7 separate regions of the Mus musculus genome follow, and all the other regions are linked to region 1. Evidence: chromatin contacts called from public ChIA-PET, Micro-C and promoter capture Hi-C data. All regions are on one chromosome and are shown on one strand. The core of a region is the stretch at or near the end of the contact, and the rest is flanking DNA. Distances in the headings are between cores, read along the strand shown.

Region 1 (3,143 bases), core at 230-2,729:
AAATAAAATAAAATAAAATAGGAAGGGAATGACTGCTCCTGGGCATGGTAGAGGAGGTTTATACAAGGGAGACATAGCCAGAGACAGGGGCATCTGGACGAGTCCAGAGTGAATACGAACCTGAGCAGGGGCCATGTGAGGAAAGTGGAGGAGGCAAGGAGAGCCAGGAGACCAGGAGATCAAGAGGCCAGGAGGGTAAAGGGCAGACCAAAAGGGCCAGGTAACCAAAATGGCTGGATTATATAGGGAAGGGTGCATGAGGGAATGGCTGCCCAGCCCCTGGGCTGGAGAAGTTTGGAGTAGGGGCTGATGAGAAGAATCCTGCAACTAACTGGTAGAGACTGAAGAATGCTGGGAGAACGTGGCAGCCAGTTCTGCTTTGATATGTTAAATAGGCACACGGGAGACTTAGAGGAAGGAACTGCTATACTAAGAGGCCAAAAGTCTAGTCTCTTCCAACTGCTGTCTTTCAGGATCAGTAAGCTACTTGAAGAGATGTCTGGCAGTAGCCACAAAGCATTCTGAGATTGCACACCAACGCTCCCTAAGTAGGATTCTGGGCCTCAGCTTTTTACAGATTTTGGGGTCTCCATCTGTGAACACCACTTCTTTTTTTTTTTCTTGTTCACAGCAAGTATGTGTAGGAGTTCGCTTTCTCTGCTTCCAGACGCCGAGAGTCCGTAGTGTCTTTTCTGCCTTGCAGCAGCAAACCCACAGCCCGAAATTAAAAGAACAAAAAAGAACACTAAAGCTCTATCTTAGGAATCTGGCGGGCAGGTAGGAATTCTCACTTAGGTGAAAGAAAAGCTCAGTCCTTCCCAGCCAATCATGTGAGAGGAAACGTTGACACGCCTCTTTCTACCTTCCAATCATCATCTACCTCAGTAAGCCCGACCCACTGCCGGTAAACCGACTTTTAAATTGCATTAGCATGCTTTCTCCTGACCCTCTCCAGTCATTCCAGGCCGTTCCATGACTGTGCTCCAAGGAAGAATTATAGACTTAACAATGACAAATGACAAAGCTAGTCAGTCTGAAGGTGAGAAGTGAAAGTGTAAAACTCGAGAACCAAACCCGCGAGTTCTACGGAGGAAAAAAAAAAAAGGCGGGTTCGGGCAGGAGGACTACAAGCCCCAGATACCCGTGCGCGGAGGCGGCGCGTGCCAGCGAGAGTGGGCAGGCCATTGAAAGGCGGAAGACCGAGGGTTACAGGACTTCCTGTTCGAGCGCCAGCGAGTGGGTGGGACCTGCGCAGGTTGGGCGGCGGTTGTGGCGTTTTGGAGCTTTGTCAGCGGAGGGGGCGTGGCCCGCGCTGTGACTTGTGGAGCGCGAGCCGAGAGGGACGTGGGTGACGCGTCTCCTTCCACCCAGCTCAGTGGAGTGCGAGGTGCGCTGGCCCGGCCGGGGATTGGCTGCTGAGAGGCGAGTACGCGGCGGCCGTTGGTCGCCGGCAGCACGGAGCGAGGGCCCGGGCGGGCGGGGCGGGGATGGGGAGGCAGTGGCGGCGAAGGCCGGAGGAGGCGGGCGCGGGCGAGCGGGCAGACAGAGCGGCGGCGGCGGCAGTCTCCCGAGCGCTCCTGTGAAGCGTCCCTATTCCCGTTGCCGTGGGCCTCTCGGGGAGGCCATCCGGGACGCGAGCCGCTGCGGAACCGCTCCCCAAGCCCCACTGCTCTTCGGACTCTCGGTCCCATCCTCGCGTTTCTGCTCCGGCTCCTCCATCTTGGCCTCGACAGTGGCTGCTGTGGGGAGGATGTGCCGCCTCCTGGCAGGGGGAAGAAGGAGGAGAAGATGAAGAAGTACCGGCGGGCCTTGGCCCTGGTCTCCTGCCTCTCTCTCTGCTCTCTAGTCTGGTGAGTAAGGGGCCGGCCTCTGGGGACTTCCCGTGGGGATGAAAGAGGGAGTAGGTCGGGTCACACCCCCAAATCATCTCGGCTTTTTGGGTTGCTTGGTGCTCCTGCTCCTAAGCCAGGGACACAGCGGCCACCCAGCTCTTCCTCTTGTGGTTTACGAGTTGTGTTTTGGAATTTGCAGAGTTCCAGCAGGGAGAGAAGGGGATATTGGGGATCACTTTTTGCCTTTGTACTCGGGTACCCCATCACCGCAGTTAGGGCAGTTTGGGTAGTGTTCAGAAAGCTAGTGAGTGAGTTACTCAGTTTTGCTGTCAGTTCATTTGCTTTCGTTATGAGGTAAGGGCAGGGGCGAGTCAGGTGTGATGTGTTCCGGACCTGTGATTTTGAAAACGTGAGTCGTCATGAGGGTAAGAGTAATGTCTAAACTGTTGTTCTTCTGGTCAGGTCTTGCACAATCTTGACCAATAGTACTTTTGGGGCTGCTCCTTGAAACCCTGCGGCGTGGGGCGGGCGGGATCCCTGATGAAGCCCTTTTTCGGTTAGCCTGGTGGGAGAGGATTATCACAGATGTGGAGTCAGCCATAGTTTTGGGGCATGTTCTTTGGCACTAGAAAGGAAACGGTTTTTGCGACCCGCTCTGTCCCTTTCTCTGAAGTTCTATGGAGTTCAAGTTAATTTCAAGCACATCTCTGGATGTCCAGGAGCAGACATAGCTTATGAACCAAAGGATTGCTAAAGGTGTACTTGGAAAAGCCATTCTTTCTGAAGGAATTCCCAAAGAGCCTTGAGACTTGGTGACTGAAAGTGATGGCCTTTGTGTTAAAGAGATTTTGCTTCTTATACTAAAATCTAAACACACTTTCTTATTTACCTTATGTCTTCAAAGCGCCAGTAATAATTCCCTTTTTTTTATGGGTGTAATGGAATCCAGAGGTGCTCAAGTTGTAGAGTTGTTGCTCACATAGAATAATATATTAATATGGGCTCAAGAAAACACTTGTCTGAGAAAATCTGACTGGAAAGACTGTATTTCTTGTCATTCTGAATCCTTTAAATACTCCTTAAGAGAAACTGGTACCTGAAACCAGTGTAGGATTAGGTAGCAATTTCTTAGAGTTGGTGAGCTTCTCTTACTAGCCTTTTCTCCCCTCATTCAGAAATTATCTCCAGATTTTGTTACCCACTTCTCTTTTGTAGATTGAGTATTCTATGTTCATATAATAATCAGTTCTAGGGTCTACCCAGGACTTACTCTATTACTATTACTGCAGTTTAGTTTGATCTTATACTGTC
Region 2 (3,143 bases), core at 252-2,751, 970 kb after region 1:
GGTTTTTGTTTTTTGAAAACTATCAGTAAAAGTTTCTATTGTCTGGCATTTTGTTGGCTGAATTAGTTTTTTGATACAAGTCTTGTCAAATCAGGATACTCTGCCTCAGCCTCCTGAGTGCTAGGATTCACAGGCAAGCATAACGGCAGGCTAAAAGTATTGGAAATCTTAGAAAGTAGGCTTTAAATATGAAATTTCAAACAGAGAAAAAAGAATCTTCTCCAAATTTTGGGACAAACTGGAAAAAAAATGATTAGAATATGAGACAGACACATGAACTCCTAAGGGAGACAGATGAACCACTTCTCTGTCCTAAGTGCTTCCAGCAGATACCAAAGAGGTTAATGATATCGCCTCTGCTGTACACAATTCAAAATGGCTAGTTAGAAAAGTTCCGCTCAAACCTTAACAATCTGTCTCCGTGCTGCCAATAAGTGGCTTTGTTTCCAGTTTCACGGACTATTCTGGGATGTCAAGAGTTACATTATTGCTGCTTCAAAAAGAGCCCTTGTTTCGGCTAGCTCCCTCGGACCTGGGATGTGAGTACCGTGGTGTTTACAGAGACCTGATGTTTAGAACCTTGTTAGGAAAGGTCCACCCCTTACTACTCCATCCTTTACCAACAACCACATTTTGTGTGTTTTTGTTGTTGTACACTTATAGTCTTTTTGAAAAAGGCACCTGCACATGGTTTCGTCTTGGCCAATAGGGTTTATCTCCAGGAACTCCTGGGAAACCGACACCCTAAAACCCACTTGGCCAAGGGAGGAAGGGGGCTGGGGAGGGAGCAGCCACGCCTGGCAGCTAGGCAGGAGCGGCGGCTGTTTACAGGCGCCTACTCCCTCCCCCACCGCACAGACAGGGGTCCAAACAACATTTCCTGCGAGCAAACTCACCGCCCGCCCGCTGTCCTCCGAGGGACCTCGGAACCAGTCAGCCTCGGACCCCCCCAACCCCCCGCTCCCGCCCCAGCCTCCCCAGCCTTCCCGGCGTCCAGGGCGGCGTCCGCACCGCCCCTCGGCCTACCTACCCCGGCAGGCCCTCCGGGAGGCACGCGGAGGCCTGAGGCCTAAAGGACGCCGGCCACTGACAAGCCCTGGGGCCGGTCCCGAGCGCAGGGCGGGTGAGGACAGCCCCATCCCCGCAGTCGCTGCCTATTGTTCTCGGCCGCGGCCGCCCCGCTCCCCACACTGCCGACCGCCACTTGCTCACCGCTCTGGTCCGAGCAGCAGCTCCTCTCAGCTCCGAGTCCCTGCGGCCGTCGCCACCGTCGCGGCAGCCGCCGCCGCCGCCGCTGCCACCATCGACTCTGACTCTGTCCCAGGCCGCCGGACCACGGCCGTAGCCGCCACCGCCAGCGCCGCCTCCAGCCCCCCACCTGCTGCTGCTGAGGCTGCTCCTGCAGCAGGGGCCATCTTGTTGGTCGGCCTCCCCTTCCTCCTCCGCGTCCTCCGCCGCCCGTCGCTCGTTGTCCTCGTCCCCTTCCTCTTCCTCAGACTCCGGCCCGCCCCGAGACTGGGGCGGAGATGAAGGCGAGGCTCCTCCTCATGGGGCGTGGCCAACGGGGCGGGGCGTGGCTAACGAGGTGGGGCGTGGTCGTCTGAGGGCGGGGCCGGGAGGAAAGCTCTGAGTCACCGGCCCCAACGCCCTGTCGGGAGCGGGCGACGCGCCCCGCCCGTGTCTCGAGCGCTGTCGCGCCCCGAGTGGAGAAACTTGTCCCACCTCCTCCCGGGCCACCCGCCTGGCCTGTGGCCACAGTGCCTTTGGTGCTGGCAGGCAAGAGGCCAGGCGGTTCCCGTAAGCTCACTCCTATGGAGTCTCGCGCTGCCTCTGAGCTTGTCACTTTCTGAGGTCTGGACTCTTCCTCGACTCTAGCATCTTTTTTCTTATATGCTACCTCTCCCCAGCCTCACTCGCGCTTGTGTGTGTGTGTGTGTGTGTGTGTGTGTGTGTGTGTGTGTGTGTGTGTGTGTCTGTGTGTGTGTGTCTGTGTGTGTGTCTGTGTGTGTGTGTCTGTGTCTGTGTGTGTGTGTATGATGGCGTTTCTCTTAAGCTCTGGACTCTTCCTCTTGTATCTGTTTTGCATCCCACCCCTTTCCAGTACCCTGTGTTGTGGGGTGTGTGTGCACACATCTTCGACATAATTCGGTTTAGCCAAATTCTGGAGAACCGAAAGAAACGGAATTCTAATACTATATAGTATTAAATTTATATTCTAATTTTCACATTAAAACTGTCCTCAAGTCAACACCATAAAATGCTCCCCGCTCTCCTTCTGCTTCCTGCTTTGTCTGTGAAAGCAGAGAATTTGTTGTTCTGTCCTTTCTTTTTTTTTTTTTTTTTTTTTTTTTGTTCTGTTTTTGAGACAGGGTCTCTCTATTATATACCCTTGGCTATCCTAGAAATTCTTCTGTAGACCAGGCTGGCTTTGAACTCACAAGAGTTCCATCTGTCTCTGTCTTCCAAGTGAAGGAATTAAAGGCATGGGCCCCATGCCCAGACTGTCCTTTCTTCACTGTAAACTCACCAACATCGATTTAAAACAAACAAACAAATTACTTCCACATCTCACAAGAAACAATTACTGGGTGGCTGTTGGGCTTGTTTGGGCTTTGTTTTGGTTTCTTTTTTTTCCCCGTGGGTGTTTGATTGTTTGTTTGTTGTTGTTTTGGTTTGGCTGGGTTTGTTTTATTCCCGGAACAGAAAATCCTGGAGCCTGGACTGACCTGGAAGTTCTGAACCTCTGCTCCCTGAGAGCTCAGATTATAGGTATGGCCACCTAGCCATACCTGGCCAGGCTTTGGTTCTTGAGACAGGCTCTTGCTTTGAGACCAGGGTGGCCTGGAGCACGTTCACGGGCTCGTCTCTCACCTCATTTTTAATTTTTTTATTTTCTTGGTTTCTCTGTGTAGCTCTGGCTGTCCTGGAATTCACTCTGTAGGCCAGGCTGGTCTTGAACTCAGATTTATCTGCCTGCCTCAGCCTTCCAAGTGCTGGGATTAAAGGCCTGTGTCACCACTGCCTGCCCTGCAAATCCTTCTGCCTCTTAACTTTAGGCTTATAGGTGTAAGACAGCATATCCAGCTCACACAGCTGAAATATCACACATTTTCCTGAACTTGGAAGAGGTTTTTTTGTAGTGA
Region 3 (3,143 bases), core at 432-2,931, 860 kb before region 1:
TTGGGATTCCAGTATGTACTGAAAACCAACTGAGAAATCTAGCCTTGTAGACTGAAAAACCTATTGAATTCTTGGACCTTCTGTTCATTGGCAGCCATTGTTGGATTAGCTATACCAGAGTCCATAAATCATTCTAACAAAATCTCTTTCTATATATACATAGAGATTCATTCTATAAATTCTGTTACTCTAGAGAACCCTAATGCACAACTCTTAGAAACTCATGAATTAATATTCTGTTTGTACATGTCAGTCTCATAACCAGGTAGATGTCAGCATATTTGATTGTTGGAGGGATCCTGCATTGCTCAAGAAAGATACTTCAAGTCCAGGATACAGAAGACTGGTTCTAATGGATTGTGGGAAAATAACCAAGGTGTTTTCTTGGTGAAAAGACAGGCCTCTCTCTGTCCTGTTCTATCAATCAGCAAATTATGTCTCATTTTGGAAGGTCTCTGAAGGGGCTAAGGGTTATAGTTCAGTTGGATTAGCACTTGCCTAACATGTTGAAGGCAAGCCCCAGATTCGAGCCCCAGAAATGCAAAGCAAACAAAATCTAAAACAAATGATCACAAATGTCAATTGGGGAAGAAGTTACTTGTGGTTACTGCGCTATTATTTTATGGTTGTTCTAACGTTGTGGTATCACCCCATGAATACATGCCAGTTGCAAGCGGAGGAGTTTACTCAGACCAGGACAAGAATCTTTGGATTTATTATACACTATAGATATCTCATAAAGTAGAGAAATATCACATACTCGTGGATTACCTTCTTTCCGTTGGGGAAAGGAAGACCAAACCTAGAGACTTGCATATATGTGACAAGATACTACGCGGCACTGAGGTACATGCTCAGCCCCCAGGTAGAATATTATCATTTTCCTTCCTCACTTCGGGTACTGCCTTGTCTCTACTATACACTTACCTAGTAAACATCTGCATGAATGACTCTTTTTTTTTTTTTTTTTTTTTTTTTGGCTTTCGAGACAGGGTTTCTCTGTATAGCCATGGCTGTCCTGGAACTCACTTTGTAGACCAGGCTGGCCTTGAACTCAGAAATCCACCTGCCTCTGCCTCCCAAGTGCTGGGATTAAAGGCGTACACCACCACGGCCCGGCCTGCATGAGTGACTCTTAACTGTTAGTTTTCTCTGTTAGGTAGTTGTTCCAAGAGGTAAACATTGCCAGAGGAGTCAGAAATAAACAGTGCCTTATTTTACACCAAAATTACAAATGCCGAAGGTGGCCTCAGCAAAGCACGCCAGTCGCTTTTGTCCCTAACACTTGGATTATTTTTTTCACTCCGAGGTAACTTCGGTCTTCTCAAATTGCCACCACACCATGGCCCCTCACTTTGCCCCCCCCCCCCCCCTAAGAACATTCGGTCAAAGCGCAGGTTGTAAACGTTTATGTTCCTCCATCAGTTGTTGTCAATGCACGGAGACAAACCAAGTCGTGATTCCTCACGGAGGGCTCAAGGTTTTTGGAATCTTCCCAGGTGGAAAAGCTTTGTCTCCGAAATGGCTCTGCTTGACGAACTCCCTCCTTCCAGTAGGAGGTAGCGTTGCCCTCCGCCGCAGTCGAGAAGCGGCGGAGGCTGTCACGTGACCCCGCAGCCTCAACCCCTCCACCCCCCCCGGGGCGGTCTTGCGGAGATTTGCCTTACGTACGCAACGTCATGACGTAGCACGTAGGGGCTGGCTAGCCGCCATCTTGCTTCTTTTTCTCGCTCGCTCTCACCCTCTCAGGAGGTAGCGAAAGTGCTTTGGCGGTTTGTACGGCGGTGGCTCGGGCTTTCGGGACCGAGCGGCCCTGCGGACGGTCTCTCGAGGCAATCTCCCCTCCCCTGACCCTGATCCGTCCGGGGCGAGCCCCTTGGAAGCGCGCAGACTTGGTTCTCAACCCTGGCGGGTAAGGAGAGCGAGGGCGTCCGGACCGTGAAGAGGCCCGATGGAGGAGGGAGGGAAGGCACGGGCGCTGGAGCCAGGCCTGGGGGCCCGCGGCGTCTCTCCCTGGGCTCCCGGCGTCGTGCTGTCCGCGGAGATCCGGAGCAGGGCTCGTCGCCCATGTGCGCGGCGTGTGCTGCGGCGGGGCGGCCCTGCGATGGCCGAGGGAGCCTCCGCCCGCGCGGGGCCTGCGCGCGCCGTTTTTCCACGGCGTGGAGGACGGTGCCCGTGGCGGCTCCGAGCGCTCTTAGTGCCTGCGGATGCTCCTGTGGTGATGGCTGGCGTTTGCAGCCAGCGGTGTGTAGTCCAGGGCGGTCGTAGAGGCTCTACCAGGACCCAGGACCAACGAACCCCACTTCCGCTGGGGACAAGCTGAACAACTTCTTGGAGGATTTGAGTAGTCTTTTCCTCCCTCTAGGCCGCTCCAGCCCGGCATTTGTGGGAATACGGCTCGGCTGCTGCCTGATTTTCAGAGAGAGCGTTTAGTATTACTGGTTGCTAGAGTAGAGACCCTAGTTAAGACCGAAGAAAAATAGCATGGGAGCCAGTGAGGACTCTTGCTTGATTTTGCATATAAGGACCGCTCTGATCTCTTTAAAGGGGATGTATATTTGTTTGAAGTGTGTTCAAGATCTTTGGGGTGGGGGGATCCAACTTGCCTAGTAATTCCTGACTCTTAAAACTACCCGGATTTCCGCATTGGCTGGTCTTCAACCTCGGTTCATAAATTCATACCCCAGCAGGATACTTAGAATTGTACAGTAGGCGGCCCTCCTGTTAGGGTTTCTCTTTGGGAATGCACCAGAAGAATCGGAAGATGCTTGCTTCATCGAGTGCTCAGGAGTCAATTCCCGCTAATAGACGTTACAGAGAGGGTGGTATGAAGCGGCCACCACGTCTGACCTCTAGCATTTTTTAAAAGTAGATTTAAGCTTCCATGTTGGTCATTAAGATGCTGCTTTGGCTGGAGCCATTTTTAGGTGTGTGTCACAGATGCACTGCAGCATCTTTTCTGGCTGGCTCCAAATGCATTGATTCTCCAAAAATTAGAAATAGATTGAGTTTGCATATAGAAAAGAAGTTTTTATATGATTTTTCTGGGATGAATTTGTCATAATAAGCTTTTGGGTTTTTTTGGGGGGGGTGTCTGTAGGTGTGTGTGAAGAACATAGAATGCTGGCTGATCTCTCATTACT
Region 4 (3,143 bases), core at 442-2,941, 810 kb after region 1:
TCAGGTGGTTTGGATTAAGAGTCCCACCTCCTGTCCTGCCTGCTTCCAGGACTTACAGAAGGACCTTCAGTGGGGGTCAGGAGGAACCAAGAACTGGGGCTGCTGCTACCAGGAGAAGTTCCTTCGGCTCTTATGCCTGTGGAGGTCCCAGGCCAACTTCTGGAAGACATCTTTATCTTTACAGACACCCTTGGCCTTCTCATCAGAGCAGTATTGGGTTTGGCAGGAGAGCTCCTAGTCTTTTTTATTATTTTTGACTTTACAAATTCTTCCTGTCCATAGCAGCCATGCAGGTCCCACTTATCCGAACCCCTCTGTTAAAAATCTTCCATCAACTGAACTTTCCTTCAGAAGGCAGCGTCTTCCCTCTGCCACCACCTCCTCCCGTTCTTCTCCCCACTTGTTTGCTATTTAGATAGGAGTCTTCATCAGTTCTGTTTATACAGAATCTTTCTTTAAAGTAGGCTAACTAGTACAATAACTGCTAAGTATACATTACTTTTCAGGCATGTTTGTAAGCACTTAACAAAGATTAAGCCTTTAACGAATATTCTTTTGTTTGGGGGTGTTTTGTTTATATCGAGTGACAGTCTCTCTGTGTAGCCCAGGTTGGCCTAGAACTCACGGCAATTCTCTTGCCTCAGCCTCCCTAGTCCTGGGACATATCTGGTACTACTGTTCACTCCTCAAACGACCCTATTAGTAAGTACGCTGCTATGTTGCCAGGTGACTGGAGGGAAAGGTTCTACGAATTTCTCAATTCTTCGCCTCCTTTGACTCTTATGCCCGTGGCAAAGGGTCCTATCAGCCTCTTTCTAGTATCCACGGAACTATATCTCTCATCAAATTCTCTTGTACTCAGTTCCTAACACACAACTAAAACTCAGTAGTTTTTCTTGTGGTTAGTCCATGAAGAAAGTCCCTGAGTTAGTCACTGCAATATTGCCACAAAAGTCAACCCACTGCTCCCATACTAACGCTCACGTTGACGTTAGCTTCCGTTTGTACACATCTTAAATACACAAAAGCATTGCAAAGACAACAGTCACACAACAGAAAGAAATGCAGTACACGGCCAGTCGAGGACCCAAAAGCTCTTACCAAAACTATGTCGTAAAGACACTGTCATCCACTCCGGATTCACGAATCATCCTTCAAGTTTTGCTCCAAGACTACGTCGAGACGAAAGGTTTTGGTTTTTTAAGAAGAAGAAAGTGGCCAAAATGACTGCTTAAGAGAGAACCGAAGCAATCCCCGGTGAGTTCAGAAGAGACATCAGGAGTCCTGGAGTGAACCTAGCTTCCCTCAGGCTCGAGCAAGACCTGCGACTTCCCCCGGGAGAGACAGCTCGGCTTCCCAAGCTGCCCGGCTCTATGATCCTCGCTCTTCGGAAGCTGGCGCCGGCCCACGAAAAACAGGGAGTCCCCAAAGACCCTTCTCCGGAGCTCTCCGGGGATCAAAGGTAGACTTGAAAGTTCCGCTCGTCTAGGCGCTTTTCCACACACGCCACGCCCTCCAGTTTAAAATCATTTCCCGACTTGCCCTGCGGCCGACTCGGAAAGCCTCGCCTGTGGCCCTCCGATTTCACGTAACTGAAAGCAACTGAAGTCGTCATTTTAACTGAGGGCAAGGCTTGGAAGGCTTCAATCAATAGCCTCAAATTCCCAATCCCCTATTGCGCCGCGTTGTTCTTCCGTTTTCCAACCGGTGCGAAACTTTCCCGCATACTGCCGCCCACAATAAACATGGCGGAGGCGCCCTCGTCCTGATTGGCCGGAATCCTTGCGTAACTTTGGCGCTCGCCGGGCGTCAGAGGGACTGGCTTGTGGATGTGGTTTGTGTCTGGGTTTGAACCTCAGAGCTGTTTGGATTTGTTCGTCTTCACCTTTCAGGAAAATCCAGGATGGGCCGCCAGGTTTGGGAAAGTTGAAACACGAGGCTGCACCTCCTTATATTTCTGCTTATGCCCTGGTCACCTTCGAGATACGTGGGAATAAAGGGAGGACGCGCGCCTGGTGGCCGGCCTTCCGGCTGGGGCGCTCTGGCACTGGCGCTGCTGTTGAGGCATCTTCGGGGCTCAGCCTTGTTTAATTAAAGTGGGAACTGATGCACTGAAGGAAGCAAAGGCTTTCCCCCTACCCACTCACCTAAGGTCTCTGGAGACCTTGCAGGTCAATCTACTTTGTAGATACTAGAACGTTCAGCGGAGCAGGGTCTGGATGCATTTGCGTGGGAACTAGAATTTTAAGGGTTCCCAGGTATTCCGAAAACCGAGTTTTGAGCACCACCACACCTGCAGCGTGGGATTCGTGATTGTCTCTCCGGATCCCGGGACTTCAACATGTATCTTGGTTTTTGGTTAAGTCGTCTATGCAGGGGTTTATCCAGACCCATCGGGAAGACCATGCGGCCAATCTGGGGTTCTCTTTCCAGAAATCTGGCGTTGAGTTCACAAAGAATTCCAGGTGAAGGCAGCTACGAGCTTCCGCCTGTTTTTGACAGCTTGTTTCCCTGATTCTAACTGCATTTTAATACCAGGTCATTCATTCTCTTGATTAGTTATAATTAAGGTCCCCCCCTTGATTATAAAAAAAAAGTAGATAGCCTGTGTAGTGTATACTATTAGTAGAAAAACTAAAGTAATAATTTAAATAAAATCTTTTCTAATAGTTTATTGATTTACAAATGATTGTTATAAACTATACTTGTACTAAAGTTAAATACTAACTGCACTGTCAAGCAGGTAATTTCTAAAATTATATGTCACTTACCAAAATGGACAGCTACCATTTTATGTCCCTTCAAGTGCTAGTTTATGTACAAGGTTTAGATTTTTAAACAGAAGGCAAAATTTTCCTTTGGGGCAGTTATTTGCTTGGGCCTTGACACTTGTGCAGGTAAACACAATAGGGATATTGTATAATCTAGGCTATTTTATAAACTACATCAGACCTACAAGATGGCTCAGTGGCTTCAGGCACTTCCTGCCAAGCCTGAGTACCAGAGTTGACTCCCAAAACTCACACTGTGAATGGAAGAAGAGAACAGAATCCAACAAGTTGTCCTCTGACTTCCACAGGGGCACCGTGGCATGTGAGCCCACATACCTGTGGGTACGCACACATAAACACACACACACACAT
Region 5 (3,143 bases), core at 403-2,902, 690 kb before region 1:
GCCCTGGGGGTCTTTATTCCACATTACTTCCGTTAGAATCATCTGGCCCATTTTATTCCTTACATCTTAATCTCAGAATAAATTTCATGCAGAAATATTACAGAATGCACCGGGAAAAAGTTGATAAGGCAAGAACTGGAGAAAATGAGATTTAAACTGTATCTGGACGATATATTTATATCCTTGACAGCCCAAAAGAAACAACTGGCTGATAACAGATATTGATCTTAGCTAACAGCAAAAGCTGATCTTAGCCAACAGGAGAGAGGGATCAAGCAAATTCACAAAATGTCTTTACACGGTATGACACTAAAACGTAATGAGGAGTAAACCTCTTATTCAAGTTCTAAAATCCAAGCTATCAGTTTGAGGAAGGAAGCAAACTCAGGCTAGACAAATAAACAAACCACCAGCAAATCAGCAGATAGATAAACGAGCTACCCTGGAACTACCCGCAACTAATGATATTTACAGATTAAAAATAAGTAGCGTAAATAAACTGTACTCAGAAATCAGAGTTGACTCCATTCTGCCTACAGTTCCTCCTACCAAAAATATTCTTGTCGTTAACGTGTCTACGTAGTAAGAGTCATCGTGATGTCTTTCCACGTCGTGGATGGAACACCACACGGTTCACTGAAGTGTCAACATCGCACGACTCTTACGTGTACTTCCCCGCTTGCTCAAATCTCTCGTATGCATCTTCTGTAGTACGTTCTCTATTCCGTGGCTTTACATGTAACGCACTTCTAACCTGTTGTTTAATCTACACTGGCTTTTTACCTCGACAAAACAAGCTCTATTTCATTTCGCTAAAAAAGCTCGAATCTGGCTGGGCACGGCTTTCCTTTGCTCAGCCTCCATCCCCCTCGCCAGTTCTTCCTCATTTCTCATCTGCAGTCTCGGCTGGTAACAGTTCCACGCAAATCGTGACTGGAAATCTTACTCGCAAAACCTGTTACGTGTAAGGATTCACCTCCACCCCCGGGTCATTCTAAGCACAGCGGGGATGCGCGCTTTCTCCGAACCCCCGAGGAAGGACCTCAGGCGAGCCTCTCTGGCCAATTCCTCGGCTCCCTTCGCCGCCGCCACCCCAGGCCACGCACCCCGACATCTGCTCGGAACTCTGGCCCCCGACTCCCCGTACAGGTGCCCCCTCGGGAACAGCTCTCCCCCTGGAGGGCAACTCGATCTCAAAGCTCCTCGGCCGCCCCAGCCCCTCCCCAGTCCTCGCGCCCCTTCCTCAGGACACCCCGGGCCCCCGGCCTTCCCCACTCGCGACCCGACCCTCGCGCAGGCCGGTTCCCAGCCCCAGCGGACGTTGGGGGCGGTAGGCAGGGGCGTCGCCTGGCTTCCTGCCTGCTCAGGCGCGCCGGGGCGGGATACCTGCGGTCTCCGATGGGCTCCCGGCAGCAGTCCCTGCTGGCAGCGCAGGGCAGGCGGGGGAGGGAGCGGGAAGCGGAGGAAGAAGGGTGGGAGGGGGAAGGCCGAAGGCGCAGAGCCGCCACCGCTCCGCTCTGCTGCAGCGCCCCCGCTCATCGAGCGACTCGGCGCTCCGCCGCCTGGCGCTGGGCAGAGGGGGCGGGCTCAGGCGAGGGAGATCGAGCCGCTCGGTACTCCGAGTCCTGGAGAGGGCGCAAGGGGGCAGGCTCAGGCAACGGAGATCGAGCGTCTCGGCGCTCCGGGTCTTGTCTTCTGGCGGAGGGGACATGTTCAGGCAATGGAGACCCTGAGCGGGTCGATCGCTTCCGTCTTTCTTGAACCCGGGAGAATCCCCCGGGGTTGTGACGTTCAGATCCGATGGAGGAGCACGTGGGTTGTACATGGGATGAGTAGGGAACGCTGAGAAGTCTTTCAACTGGAGCTGAAAGGGTGACTAGGATGTAGGTCCCGTAGAAGATGCTACTTTGCGGGCTGTCTGAGGGACCTGAGTAAAAGGGGCCGCATGTGATAAAATATCTGTCTGATACCATTTACAAAATTGCTGAGGGTTACTCAGTTTCATTCCTTTTGCTTGTAGCCTAAATGGCAGGATCCAAACATAGGGATTCAGGCGGGAAACCACCCTTACATTGCCATTCTGCCAATAATTCATCTCCTTTACAGTCTCTGCTTGACATATTTATTTAAAGAAGTCTGGCGTTGATAGACTTAGTCCAAAACTGTAGAAATGTGTATTTCTTTTCTTTTTTTTTTTAATTTATCCTCCTCCAAGTCTTTTAAGCTTAATGGTTATTAGTCCTTTGTTAAGAGTTTTTAAACTGTGGGGAAATATATTGCCAGTTATTTGATAGACACAAAAATAAGAAAAGATGCTCAGGGACAAGAAAACAAACCGGAGGAGGAAAATTCCAGGAGAAAGCCCTCTTTCACCCGATCTTTAGTTAGGGTTGCTGTTGGGCTCACTGGTTGAGAGTTTTCTCCTCACAACTTGGCTGACTTGGACTGAAATGGCCTGCCCAGATAGAAGGTATCTTAGTCTGTGTCTCTGGCAGGGCATGGTAGTGAGATTATCACGGAGTCACTAGACAGCCCAGAGGTGGTCTTTTGTTTGTTTGTTTCTATTTATTTAATGTTTTTAAAAGATTTATTATGTGTATGGGTGTTTTTGGCTGCATGCATATATGTGCATACACTACTATGTGTATGCCTGATGCTCTTAAAGATCAGATGAGGACTTCAAATCCCCTGGGACTGGAGTTACAGGCTGTTGCAAGCTGCCATGTGGGTGCTAGGAATTGAACCTGGGTCGTTAACAAGAAGGATAAGTGCCTTTTCTCACTGAGCCGTCTCTCCAGCCCCTTCAGTTGATGATTTTATCCGTATATTTGCTTACTATGCCGAACTTCCTTGCCTTGTTTCCTTAGCTAGTTAATGTCCTTGTCTGTTAACAGCATAAGGAAATACGATAGTAGAGCTACAATGGACATGTCATTCATACATGCCTTATTATTCTTATGAGTAATCTGTTATTTTTCTTTGTATTTAGTCATAATGCCTTAATTTGGCTACTTATTTTGATTGCTTTTGGGCCAGGAACATATGCCCCCACTCTTCTTTAGTAATGTGGGAGAGACCCTTTGACTATCACTAGCATTTGTGAAAACTTAGGAAATGTGATTTCTATGGTCAGCGTGAGTATC
Region 6 (3,143 bases), core at 247-2,746, 680 kb after region 1:
TATGCACTTTCCTAACGAATTTAACTTCAACAATCAAGTTGAGTAAAGCTAACAGTTCTGCAAATGTTTTGATAGGGGACAACTGTCAAACTCTTATTTCCAGTTTCTTTGAGTACATGCTAGTTCTTATTTTTGTCTGATATACATATATATATATATATATATATATACACATATGTATATGATCTTGATTTATTTATTATCATATATATTCTTGCTGAGTTTTAAACACATTTTTATCAAATGTTTGTGTTTCTTTTTTTTAAATAAAGCTTATTCTTGTAATTAACTGCATCAGTTCTTAGCATGACTTCAAATATATTTCTGAACACATTCAAGAAATTGATTTTTTATAAAGTTACTGACTACCAATTTCCATTTCTTTTTTTTTTTAAGATTTATTTATTTATTTATTATATGTAAGTACACTGTAGCTGTCTTCAGATACTCCAGAAGAGGGCATCAGATTTCATTACGGATGGTTGTGAGCCACCATGTGGTTGTTGGGATTTGAACTCGGGACCTTCAGAAGAGCAGTCGGTGCTCTTAACCACTGAGCCATCTCGCCAGCCCCATGTCTGTGTTTCAATGACTTGAGCCAAAGTGACGGAACATTTTTGGTTATATTGATAAATGAAAATAAGGAACTTGTATTGTTAATTATGTGAGAGTCCCATCCCAACTCGAAAACGTGTGTGTCTGGGCTGGGAATCCTCTAACGTGAAAGGGAGGCTGAAACGCCTTCTGCGACCCGGTCCTGGCACTCTGCCCTTGGCTATCATCCATTTAATCTGTCTAAGGGGACACCAAATATTGGCTGCAAACACCTCCATTCCTATTAGGAAGAAGAAATGAACCAGCATTTATGAGCCACCCTGTCTTGAACACAGTAGGGAGCTGGCAAAGGCTCAAAAACAAGTGTCTGGGATTGGGGAGAGAGACACGCCCCGCCCCCCTCCAGGAACAACTGTCACTCAGAAGGAGGTGGGAGGAGCTGTGTACACAAGGAGCTCTTGCCAGTCCCTAGGGTAGCCGCAGCTCACAAGCATAGCAAGCTTCATTAATGCATGCAGTGCCTTACACAAATGGAGTATTGTTAGACCGATTGTATAGAAGAGACAAGCTTAAAGAGGCTAAGTATTTCCCAACGTTGCTGATTGACGGAGTATATCTGGATTCTGTCTACTCAAAAACACATTGAGAAGGAATGTTGGTTCATTCGATCAGCACGTATTAAATTACTGTCGGGCATTTGACCAACTCTAAGCTTGGCTGAAAGGAGGAAAAACTAATCGAGTGAAGAGCTGACTATGAGCGCCACTCATATTCAAGAGGCTCACAGTCTGGTAGGGAGGTGGAAAAACTGAAGTAAGGCATCCACAAAACTTTCACAAAGGAGCAAAGAAATAAAGCTGAAGGAAACGAGCATTCCGTGAATGTTTTCGCTAGTTTGACTGGCTCAGGGCAGTAAGCAACCACTAGGTGGCGATATATCTACAGGAAAAAGAAAACTGCCTTTCCTTAGCTAGAGGTGTAAGAGACGGCTGAGATCTTCATTGGTTAAAGTTGCTCCAGTGTATGAGGGGAGCAAAAGCAGTTTGGTCATAGTTAATATGGTTCCTGGGAGCTGAAACACCTCAAGTCCCAATTTTACAAAACTGAACTAACGGAAGGCCCACTGGGGCTGGGTACAGTTACTCCTGCAACTTACCCGATGCCCCAGCTTCTCTTCCTGACACAAGCACTCTTGATCTCCCCACTCTCGTTTCCCACCTTCTAGATTCAAGAAAAGATCGCTATTTGAAAGGACCTTTTAGTCTAGTGAGTGAAGGATGACGAGCTTGGAAAGCCCTCGGGAACTTCTCCGCCAACTTTTCCCATTTTATGGGGTGAGCAGCTCAAGAGTCCAGACAGAAACAACTCCATGACGATTCCGCTTCTAGGGCACTGCCATGGACTTACTGTAGGGTTAGAGAATAGAGCTCAAAGGGCTAAGAGTACCCAGACATAGGAGCGCAAAGACATGAGGTTACAATGAGAGGCCAGGAGAGAACTAGATCTGACAGAGAGGTGATGTGACAAAACACAAGTGGGTGGGTGGGGGGTGGTAACAGACAGGAGGAAGACATGAAGCAGGGGAAAGGAGCAGGGCAAACCAGGACTCCCAGGCTCTCTAGTAGGATGGCAGTTCTTGTGTTTGTTTGCCTTACCAAGGTAAAACGTCATGTACACCAGTGAGAAACAGAGAACAACGTTCGTCAGTGTGTTGCTAAAGAGGTCGGTCAATATAATCTGGATGACTCTCGTACACCAATAGCCACATATGGTGCTTCCAAAAACATCAAAGCTGAGTCCGATGATTATGTGTAACTCTAAACATAAAAGAAAGGAGAGAAAGGGGAGAAAGAAAAACGTGAGTTAACCATCTGGGTTTTGGCTTGTTTGTCTGTGTTGTTTTGTTTTTTTACTGACTGCACTCTGGTTTGTAAACAGGGGGCCTGTTCTTCCTCAGGCAGAGTGCCCTGTGAGAGTCTGATAAATCTACTTAATGTAGACTTCCCCAGGGATGTAAGTGAGCCCCCACTTACACGCTGGTAAACAATCCCAATGAAACTCCTTAGGTCACACACAGAAAGACATTAGACAGGAGGGCTGGCTGCAGAGAGGAACAAGGAGTGTGGGGAAAGAGACAGGAGAGACTAACAGGAGTGGATACGATTGAAACACATCATGAAAGCATAACTAAGCCCGTTACATGGTTAATGCGTGCTAATAAGCCATTTTAAAATTATCTACCTGATTTCCACCAACACTTCCTTATGCTTTTGGTCCTCCCCACCCCCTCTTGCAGCTACCACAAATGTGTCCCCAGGGCTCATGTCTCCCCTTCACGCTGTGCTGATTCCTGCCATTCTTCTCTAGCTACTAACGAGACATCTAGAAACCTGTCAGGGGAATGTATTCCGCATCCCAGGCACCATTAGCCACACAAATCTGGCTGTTGTCCCCCTAGGATTGTTTTACCAATATGCATTAGTTGTTTGCCTTCACCCTCAGATCTAAGACCACGCACAACTCTTAGCATCCACCAACTGAGATACATGCTGATCCCAGCTAGAGGGATAACCTGGGCCGGATGATGC
Region 7 (3,143 bases), core at 468-2,967, 630 kb after region 1:
TGGCACTATAGATTGGAATAGGTGTTTATCTTACTATACTCGCTTAGTTTAAAGTGGTGGCTATGTAATTATGCCTTTGATAGAGATCAGCCACTTTGAGTCTGCATCCAGTCTCTTTATTGTGGTGTATCTGATTTTTAGCCCATCTTTGCAACACTGCTTATAGTTCCTTAAGGTCAAGCTACCCTGCTTCCCTACTGTGAAAATACATAATAAATAAAGTGAAGATACGTGCTTTCAAAACAGAAGGGTGGAGTCAAGCTAGAGATTAAGTTACCTTAACTTTAAAACGCATGGCAGTAATCTCTGTGAAGCAGGCAAGACCAGTATGCATGCAGACACAAAGACAGGGCTTATCACCATGATGAAAACGCAGGGTACAGTGGGTCGCTGCACTCAGCACCGCCACACGCTTTCCTTTAAATCCGTTGAGTCTGTTCCAGAGGATTCCTCACACCGAACAACAAACACTCACAGCTCCCCTGTCCATATCACCTTACATGATATCATAACTGCACTTTTCCTGTAAGAGCTGGGACTATGTCTCACATCAGGCCTCGCACGGTGTCTAGCTAGCAATAAGGAAAGTGAGAGTTACTGCGTGAATTGTGTCATCTAATAATAGCTACCACTCTGAGAGCACCTGCCATGTTCTAAGTAGTCTACTGTCCTGCAGGCTTCCCCAGGCTGGGCCACACAATCTGAAGCTGACCTCCAGGTAGCCTCACTTAACTTACATAAACTCGCTTTAGTTTCTCCAGCTAGGACTCGGGGCTTTCTAATACATTGTCCTCCACCACACCTTAGCGCTGGCGATTGGACCTAGGGCCTCCCACACTCCAGTCAAGCATCCTGCCGCACACCTGCTTCCTCATTCCCCTTTATTTTGAGACAGACTCTAAGTTCCCCAGGTTGGCCTTGAACTTCCTCTGTAGCTCAGAATTTACAGTCCTTCTCCTTTCTCCAGAGTAGTTGGGGTTTCTGGTTTGCGATCACCAGGCTGAGCTTCTAACAGATTCTGGTTTCTGTGCAGAATGTCTGCCATCTGTCTCTAATAAGGGCAGGCATCTTTCTCCACTTTGTGCTTAGGAAATAGGAAGTCAGTGGATCAAAATGTCCCATTTCTTCAGGTGGGAATTCACTTGCATACACTCGATCTCAAGAAGCCTGTTGTGAAACCTATATTTAAACTTTAGGAATAATGTGTTGAGCATTTTATAAGGAACTCCAGGAATGGGGAGGCAAAATTTAAAAAAAAAAAAAAACGGTTCTTTCCATTGCCCTCTTATTGACATTGGTACAGAATGTTTGCTGCAATAAGAAAGCCACTTCCTCTGACTTAGCCCACGTCACAAGTCTGGTTCTTGCCACATCCTGAAAAACTTCTGAAACCCAGGTTGGCTGAGTAGTCAGTCATTCAGCCAACTACTAGATGCTCATAGTAAAAGAGGGCTATACCCCAAGACCTCTAAATTGTAAGTCCAACAGGGGTGAGAATGTCAGAGGATTTGCGCTAATTCCGCCTTCTCCTAGAGCATCTTTGCAGAGCCGCCAGATCTACAAGTCCCCGCAATTCTCGGTCTTGCGCTTCCTTCCTATTGCACGTGGCCTTCTTTAGCTCCAGAATCTCCCTTGCCTGCAAGCTCCACGTGAAGAACCGCAGCCGCCAGACTCGCGGTCGCCCCACCCCGCCCCAGCCCCGCCCCAGCCCCGCCCACTCGGCCAGCACTGATCTAGGTCTCCGCAGGAGCCCGCCCGCTGCTCACTGCTGCGGCTGCGCCTCCTTGTTCTCAGCGTCACCACTGCCGCCATGCCCGGAGGGTTGCTTCTCGGGGACGAAGCCCCCAACTTTGAGGCCAATACCACCATCGGCCGCATCCGCTTCCACGATTTCCTGGGAGATTCGTAAGTGGCCACCGCGTTGCCCTGCCAGGTGACGGGTCCCCAGAGCTACCTGCCTCGCTTCTTTCCGGGTTGCGCTCGGCCGCGGCGGGTCTCTGGCTTAGCCCCTCACCGGTTCCCGCACGTGCCCGCCGCCGGGGTCCTGCCGAGCATCACCGGGCATTGCTGGGGACCTGCGACCTCTGCCCGGCCCTACGCCGATCAGCGGATCCTTCCCTGACCCAGCGTGGCTGGCCTGGCATGGGAAAGGAGGTCCTTGCCGAGGACGGTTTGTTGTCTGTTTAACCTGGTTTTGTAAACAGTGTTGGGTTTGTGTCGGGGTCGATCTGAAAGCCCAGGGGAGGTGGGGCAGGGTTGCTCGGTGTTTGAGGTCATTTCCCGGGACGCTTGCCCAGGGTCGCACTGCCCGCCCTCCTGCCGCTCTAGAAGTTGTACCTTGCGGAAGGTGGGTGCCTAAGGTCAAAGTTAGAGCACACAGCCACAAATTAAGGGCTGTCCCGACGTTATCTGGGTTCCTCTTAACTTCGGGGAGTGTTTGCGGACTTCTGAATTAAAAAACAAAACAAAACTACGGTGCCAAGTAAGTAGCCAAAAGACTTTTTGTCCAGAGCCTCCTTCAGAGGTCAAAAATAAGATTATATGTAACAGCTTTGGGAGCACCCAGAAACACTCTGTAGGCGTGACCGTGATTCTAGAAGAAGCAATGCTTTGAGGGAAAGGCTGCGACCATTTTGCCACTCTAGGCCATTCCAAGGCTAGGACACGTGTGCCTCCCCACTTGGAGACTCTTTTGTTTCCCAGTGGTCCCCTCCCCCTCTGCTTTGCATCAGCGCCTGGCCTTGCTGCTGATAACAACAGTGGTGGCCACAGTGGCTAGGTATGCACCGATTTTGTCTTAGTTTTACAGCTCCTGAATGCACACATTGTAAGATGCTTAGTTTCAGTCCGCTTTTTGCATACGCGTCAGGCTATGTTGTGGTTCTGGAGTTTCAGTGCCCAATGACACTGAATAAACAAACTCTTGGGTCTGTCTGTGTCCTTTTCGTATCTAGTATGTATGTATGTATGTATGTATGTATGTATGTATGTATGTATGTACGTGAGGACAGAGCAGTTTATGAAACTACTCCGTGACCAGGCAGGAAAGGAAGCATTAGAGAATCTTTCCTGAGGTGAGTTTGGCTCCTCCTGACTAAGGGGAAGCAGAGCTTTTAAAAGAGAAAGGTAGACTAGAAGAAGTA

What was found. Promoter capture Hi-C pulls out the DNA fragments that hold promoters and counts their contacts. Hi-C and Micro-C count contacts between places; a contact is called where the count stands out from the background. ChIA-PET counts read pairs in DNA pulled down with a chosen protein or histone mark.
Region 2: an RNA polymerase II ChIA-PET map of memory CD8 T cells shows a contact between it and region 1, with 39 read pairs. The contact joins the promoter of Rc3h1 here to the promoter of Suco in region 1. A contact is called at or near these places in 1 of 39 promoter capture datasets (pre-B cells), 2 of 484 Hi-C or Micro-C datasets (both in embryonic stem cells), 2 of 115 datasets of contacts at active chromatin or transcription factors (astrocytes and memory CD8 T cells) and 1 of 9 other capture datasets (adipose tissue).
Region 3: a contact with region 1 is called in a promoter capture Hi-C map of pre-B cells, with 2.8 times the contacts expected there. The contact joins the promoter of Prrc2c here to the promoter of Suco in region 1. A contact is called at or near these places in 5 of 39 promoter capture datasets (cranial neural crest, embryonic stem cells, hippocampal neurons and 2 more), 4 of 484 Hi-C or Micro-C datasets (embryonic stem cells, muscle stem cells, olfactory sensory neurons and 1 more), 4 of 115 datasets of contacts at active chromatin or transcription factors (astrocytes, bone marrow-derived macrophages, embryonic forebrain and 1 more) and 3 of 9 other capture datasets (adipose tissue, liver and pancreatic islet).
Region 4: a contact with region 1 is called in an RNA polymerase II ChIA-PET map of memory CD8 T cells, with 143 read pairs. The contact joins the promoter of Cenpl here to the promoter of Suco in region 1. A contact is called at or near these places in 3 of 39 promoter capture datasets (cranial neural crest, hippocampal neurons and pre-B cells), 3 of 484 Hi-C or Micro-C datasets (Sertoli cells, muscle stem cells and reprogramming fibroblasts), 5 of 115 datasets of contacts at active chromatin or transcription factors (astrocytes, cardiomyocytes, embryonic stem cells and 2 more) and 1 of 9 other capture datasets (liver).
Region 5: a contact with region 1 is called in a Micro-C map of embryonic stem cells, with 12 times the contacts expected there. The contact joins the promoter of Vamp4 here to the promoter of Suco in region 1. A contact is called at or near these places in 5 of 39 promoter capture datasets (frontonasal cranial neural crest, hippocampal neurons, liver and 2 more), 6 of 484 Hi-C or Micro-C datasets (Sertoli cells, cerebral cortex, embryonic stem cells and 3 more), 6 of 115 datasets of contacts at active chromatin or transcription factors (astrocytes, bone marrow-derived macrophages, embryonic limb bud and 3 more) and 2 of 9 other capture datasets (adipose tissue and liver).
Region 6: a contact with region 1 is called in an RNA polymerase II ChIA-PET map of memory CD8 T cells, with 5 times the contacts expected there. The contact joins the enhancer-like site here to the promoter of Suco in region 1. A contact is called at or near these places in 2 of 39 promoter capture datasets (hippocampal neurons and pre-B cells), 3 of 115 datasets of contacts at active chromatin or transcription factors (bone marrow-derived macrophages, memory CD8 T cells and pancreatic cancer cells) and 2 of 9 other capture datasets (adipose tissue and liver).
Region 7: a contact with region 1 is called in an RNA polymerase II ChIA-PET map of memory CD8 T cells, with 614 read pairs. The contact joins the promoter of Prdx6 here to the promoter of Suco in region 1. A contact is called at or near these places in 1 of 39 promoter capture datasets (embryonic stem cells), 9 of 484 Hi-C or Micro-C datasets (B cells, CD4 T cells, CD8 T cells and 5 more), 9 of 115 datasets of contacts at active chromatin or transcription factors (astrocytes, embryonic stem cells, extraembryonic endoderm stem cells and 6 more) and 2 of 9 other capture datasets (adipose tissue and liver).

Annotation. Positions count from the first base shown.
Region 1 is chr1:161,875,018-161,878,160 of GRCm38.p6, reverse strand. It overlaps Suco (SUN domain containing ossification factor), which reads left to right and starts at 1,479. Exons shown (of 24, transcript NM_001357402.1): 1 at 1,479-1,850. The coding sequence starts at 1,789.
Region 2 is chr1:160,904,769-160,907,911 of GRCm38.p6, reverse strand. Rc3h1 (RING CCCH (C3H) domains 1) reads right to left here and starts at 1,501. Exons shown (of 20, transcript NM_001024952.2): 1 at 1,213-1,501.
Region 3 is chr1:162,739,094-162,742,236 of GRCm38.p6, reverse strand. It overlaps Prrc2c (proline-rich coiled-coil 2C), which reads left to right and starts at 1,681. Exons shown (of 35, transcript NM_001081290.1): 1 at 1,681-1,912.
Region 4 is chr1:161,069,315-161,072,457 of GRCm38.p6, reverse strand. Cenpl (centromere protein L) reads right to left here and starts at 1,691. Exons shown (of 5, transcript NM_001159930.2): 1 at 1,102-1,691. It overlaps Dars2 (aspartyl-tRNA synthetase 2 (mitochondrial)), which reads left to right and starts at 1,798. Exons shown (of 17, transcript NM_172644.4): 1 at 1,798-2,465. The coding sequence starts at 2,342.
Region 5 is chr1:162,569,024-162,572,166 of GRCm38.p6, reverse strand. It overlaps Vamp4 (vesicle-associated membrane protein 4), which reads right to left and starts at 1,652. Exons shown (of 8, transcript NM_001356527.1): 1 at 1,387-1,652.
Region 6 is chr1:161,194,029-161,197,171 of GRCm38.p6, reverse strand. It overlaps the pseudogene Gm6185. Among named protein-coding and RNA genes, the nearest start is that of Tex50, 36 kb to the right of the region's middle. Within about 2 kb of position 1,496, at least 271 of the 459 cell types and tissues checked have an H3K27ac peak or open chromatin away from gene starts, as enhancers often do. A contact at or near this core is called in adipose tissue, bone marrow-derived macrophages, liver and 3 more, where this site is marked.
Region 7 is chr1:161,249,784-161,252,926 of GRCm38.p6, reverse strand. It overlaps Prdx6 (peroxiredoxin 6), which reads left to right and starts at 1,717. Exons shown (of 5, transcript NM_007453.4): 1 at 1,717-1,905. The coding sequence starts at 1,811.